2 separate regions of the Podarcis muralis genome follow, and region 2 is linked to region 1. The links are chromatin contacts, called in public Hi-C maps. All regions are on one chromosome and are shown on one strand. The core of a region is the stretch at or near the end of the contact, and the rest is flanking DNA. Distances in the headings are between cores, read along the strand shown. Region 1 holds the start of SH3RF3 (SH3 domain containing ring finger 3). Region 2 holds the start of LOC114596491 (F-box only protein 36-like).

Region 1 (2,551 bases), core at 15-2,514:
GGGCAGCGCAGCTCGTGGCGGGAGCTGACGATGCTCTCGAGGCAGCGGCGGCAGAAAGTGTGCTGGCACGGGAGCACCTTGGCCGTCGTGTCCAGGCGCTCCAGGCAGACGGAGCACTCCAGCAAGTCCAGCAACGAAGACTCGTCCATGGCCCCTCCGCAGGCGGCGGCGGCGGCGGCTGGGGGCCCCTCGCCGTTACTGCCGCCGCCACCACCCCCGCCACCACCTCCTCCTCCAGCAGCGCGCCGCCTCCGCCTCTCCTCGGCAGCCCGCTTCTCGGCGGCGGCGGCGGCGGCGGCCTTGGAGGAGCACAGCCAGGACGCCCCTAGGAGCATGGAGACCAGCAGCGGAGGCCGCGCGACAGGCGGCAGCCACAACACATGGCAGCTGAGGAGGAGCAAGAAGAAGCGGGCCGGCGGCAAGCCCAAAGCCCAGCCCGCCGCGGGGGGGGGGGGGGGCGGGCTGTCAGAAGGACCAGAGGGCGGGGACTGGGAGACCTATTTTCTGACCCCTCTCCAAGCAGGCGGGTGGTAACAAGAAGAAGAATAATTCCAGGCAGCCACGCGCTGCTCCCTCGCCGTCGTCCTCTGCGGGGCTCCCTTCTCGCGGCGGCGCGGCGGGCGGCACCTGTTCCCTTCAAGGCTCCCGCCTCTCGCCCTTCCAGGCTGGGTCGGAGGAAGAGGCGCTTTCTGGGCGCTGCTCCTCAGGGCGAAGGGCTGGCGCGCACAGGCGCTCCTCCCGGGCTCTTCTTCTCCTCCTACAAGGCTTGGTGCGCTGCCCCCGTCCCGCTGCCCCTTCTCGCCGTCTCCCTTGCAGCCGAGCTCGGCCTCGGCCTCCGTCGCTCTCCCATCATCGCAACCCGATGTCCCTGGCGGCGGCGGCGGCGGCCTCCATCACTCCTTCTCGCGGGCTCGCCTCTTGCCCAAATATCCCGAGTGACAGCAAGGGGAGGAGAGCAAGATCAGCCTTGGGGAGAAACGGAGGGAGGCGCCCACCCAACCGTGCGCGCGCGCGCCCCTTCTCCGGATCCTCTGCCAACTTCCAGCTCCTCTCGACGAGGTTCGAGTTGGATCGCGCTCCGTCGTGAGGATCAGAAGCAGCGGGCGCCTTCCCCGGCTGCTGCTCCGAGATCCGAGGGCTGCCTGCGCTGCATTGTTGAGAGATCCTGGCGCCTGCTGCTGCAGCTGGCCTGTTGGTAACACTCGCCAGCAGCAGCAGGACAGCCGCCCAGTCCCCGCCCTCTCCTCCTCCTCCTCCGATGGCCGGAGGGATGCTGCTGCTGCTGCTGCTAATCGAAGGAGGCTGTGAGCGGTGTGAATCAGCTAAGCGGCTCCTGGAGAAAAGTCTGCTGCTGCTGCTGCGCAATGGGGTTCCGGCACGACCAGAAACGTCTCTCGTCTAGGAAGACGCAGCGCCAACCAGCTACTGCTCTCTACTGGGTCCCGCTCTCAAACGCCTTCAGCTCCCGCAGGAGGTTTCGGGAATCCGATCCGGAGGAAGTCCGGCAGATGCCAAGCTGTAAAATTCCAACTTCGTGCAGTAACTACAGTGCTGCGCCACTGCATCGTGTTCCCTCGGTCATGGTGATCCGGGGTGTGGGGAGGAGGAGGAGGCGCTTTCCCCCCCTCTTCGAGCCCGATCTCAGGCCAAGCGTCAGAACAACGGAAATACGTACCCCTGAAGCAATCTGAGAAGATGGGGAAGTTTGCAGAAGTTTGTTCAGATCGGACAAGGAAAACAGATTCCTTTCAGTGGGCCTCCCCCTGGTGGAGCTCTGCGTAAACAGCATTTGGTGTTGTTGCTGATGGAAGAAGATTTCCCCTCTTCACTCCACCCCTCCCGTTTCTTAGCGAACTGCCAGATATTGCTAACCATCCTTGCAGTATTATTTATTAAAAATTAATGCTGATTTCCACCTAATTAGCTGGCTTCAGCTAAGCAGACTGTGGCGTTGCATATCCTTGCAATCTTCAGTGATATACACACGATCAAGTTAATGCAAAAACACTGGCCTTGGCTTGCAAAGTAATTACATTTGAGAAGTCCTGAAATCTGACTGAAATGTTTCTGCAATGTATTTAAAAATAATAATAATCCAATTCTGATTTATTCACTGAATAGTAACATTTAGTGCCGCAGATTATATAAATACAGTCCGTGTTTATTTATTTTATTAAAAGATATTATAGCAGAGACATCACCTTGCCAACAAAGGCCCGTATAGTTAAAGCTATGGTTTTCCCAGTAGTGATGTATGGAAGTGAGAGCTGGACCATAAAGAAGGCTGATCGCTGAAGAATTGATGCTTTTGAATTATGGTGCTGGAGGAGAAGATCAAACCTATCCATTCTGAAGGAAATCAGCCCTGAGTGCTCACTGGAAGGACAGATCCTGAAGCTGAGGCTCCAAGACTTTGGCCACCTCATGAGAAGAGAAGACTCCCTGGAAAAGACCCTGATGTTGGGAAAGACGGAGGGCACAAGGAGAAGGGGACGACAGAGGACGAGATGGTTGGATAGTGTTCTCGAAGCTACCAGCAAGCATGAGTTTG
Region 2 (2,551 bases), core at 32-2,531, 340 kb before region 1:
ACCCAGAAAGCTGTCTGTGGACAAAAAACGACTCCCTCGGTCTGAAGCAAGATGAGCGCCGCACCCTATAGTCAAGTTTATCTGGATTTAACCGTACAGGCGTCCTTTATGTTTCTAGTGCACTTGGAGCATTTAGGTAACTCTGACTATTCACAAACAACCAAGGCTGCAATCCTAACTGTGTCTACCCAGAAATAAGTCCTATTGAATTCAATGGGTCTTACTCCCAGTAAGTGGATGGAATTCAGTGTTTCACTTTACGAATGTTCCACCTGCACGGCCAAAGTTTATTAATAAGAAAAGTCAAAAGAAATTTAAGACCTGAAATCCAATCCTGAGCAAGTTTACTCAGATGTAATACCAAATTGAGTTTCATGGCACTTCATCCCATGGAAGTATGCCTAGGATTGCAGCCCAAATATTCATCCCAAGGTTGTGTGATCCTATGCACCCTTTCTTGAGAGTAAATCGTCTTCAACAATGCAATGTACTTCCAAGTAAACATACATAGGATCAGTCTGTTATAAGACAGTCCCAGTGAATTCACTGGGGCTTATTTCAGAGTCAATGTGCACATGATTAGGTTGTAAAAGCAGGAATATGGCCATTAGACACAGCACAACAACCTTTTTTTTGGAGGGGTGGGTAATCAAAATTCTATTATTTCTTTGCCCACTCAATACTTGCTGTGTAATGGTTCATCCAAGAGAAAATCTTTATGGGGTTTCTTCACTTCTCTTGGGCAAATCCTTTCTCGATCTGGTCGAAATGTAATCCTCCAGGACTGCCAGATAACCTAAAGCATTCAGGTTTAAAATAATGAGTCAGGTTGGACATTATTATGTCCTATTTTATTTTGTCAAAAGCCTAGTCAGTCCAGATATAAAGCAGAAAATGCAGGACTTTGTACTGTAATGACCTAGATCTGTGCAGAAATTAATTAATTGCATTTCTTACAAAAAGAAAAGCAAACAATGATAGGATTACCACCATTTGTTTGCTTTCCCCTGGCAGATCTGCCTGAACAGCCATGCTTGGGGTTGCCCACCTTTCTCTTCCTGGCAGAGACCCTGTGCCTTTATCAGCTATCCAACAAATGCAGATTTCTCACCTCTCTCGGGCTTTCTTCAGTAAAACGCGTTCCAACCAGGGAGAGCAAGAAATCTATCTATTTTTTACCTCCTTTTTTGTGATGGTCAAGTGATGGAAGTCTTTACTGGGAGGAGGTGCCTGAGTGTGAGCTTCATAGAGTTTCTCCTGCAGCAGGGAAGTCATTTTGACACTGACTACTTGCTTTCAGCTTGCAATAGAGATCACAGGCTCCCAAGGTTGTTTCTATGGACTCTATACAAGAAGGACTTGACTTCAGCCCACTCCACGTGCTCTATAAATACACGGCTAGTGTTTGCATTCCTGAACTCAGGTTCTTTACCCAAGGAGGACTCAGGTGTTCAATATTTATATCACCAGGAGGATAATATTAAAAACAAACAAAAACACAGCCTAATTCTATGCATGCATTGTTTTTTTCAAGTCCCACTGGTTTCATAAGCATGTTTGCACTCACCACTTTCCAGGAGTAGTATTACAGATGCCAGAGGGTCAGTTACCTCGGAAGAACACAGCACTTTCTTATTTTTATTTCCTTTAAAAAAACCAAAAACATATCTGTTTTTTTCTAGGCTTCAAAACCGAGCATACAAAATCAAACAAGCAATCATTAACTAATTCACACAATGAATTTTGTTAAAGGAACATCAGTTGTTGCTGTCCCCATCCCCAAAATACACAGCCTTAGAACAACAAGCTGCAAAAACTCAGATTTTCATCTCGTTCACTGGCTAGCTTCTGATGGCCAAGCTGTGACTTTTAGCCCCCACCCAAGCAGGCAACCTACATCTAGTATGTAGTAGCTGCTGCCTATTAAAAACTTCTATTTTATACAGTATTGAGTTAACTTCAGTTTATTAGTCATTTATTTATTATAGGCAGGAATATATAACAACCATATTAAAACACAACACAAAGATAATAAAATAGTAATAGTAATTAAAATCATTAATAGATTGGTAACACAACCTTTAAGAAAAATTTCCTGGATTTTATTGTTGTTACTAAGGAATATGCAAGTCTCTGTAAGTAAAAATTTTAAAACTTATTTTGTAGTCTGTGGTTTGTTTCATTGAAGAAGGGGGAAAGGGAGCCAGCTGCCCTAAGGCACTGGAATATAATAAATATTTTTTGTTTGTTTTTTAAAAAAGTTTAAAAACCTATTCCTATACTTCACAAAATCTGCCTAATGATGGAATGTAAATTCTGCTACTTTATGCGCAAGCCCCACATATTAAAAACAGGCACACACCATCTTTCTTTGTGTTAACCTACACACATGGATTTGTGGAGGATTCAATATGGTTAATATATCCTCTTACTAATATCCTTCAGAGCTAAGTGCCAAAAGCTTTGCAAAATAGGTATGTTAAAACCACAAAACCAATACTCATTGACAAGAACATTTCAATATAACAGATACTCCTAAAGCAGATAACCT

Evidence for each region. Hi-C and Micro-C count contacts between places; a contact is called where the count stands out from the background.
Region 2: a contact with region 1 is called in a Hi-C map of blood, with 7 times the contacts expected there. The contact joins the promoter of LOC114596491 here to the promoter of SH3RF3 in region 1. A contact is called at or near these places in 2 of 3 Hi-C or Micro-C datasets (blood and tail).

Annotation. Positions count from the first base shown.
Region 1 is chr4:78,587,346-78,589,896 of rPodMur119.hap1.1, reverse strand. It overlaps SH3RF3 (SH3 domain containing ring finger 3), which reads right to left and starts at 1,264. Exons shown (of 9, transcript XM_077927639.1): 1 at 1-1,264. The coding sequence starts at 335.
Region 2 is chr4:78,927,655-78,930,205 of rPodMur119.hap1.1, reverse strand. It overlaps LOC114596491 (F-box only protein 36-like), which reads right to left and starts at 1,281. Exons shown (of 4, transcript XM_077927646.1): 1 at 1,180-1,281; 2 at 688-796. The coding sequence starts at 1,275.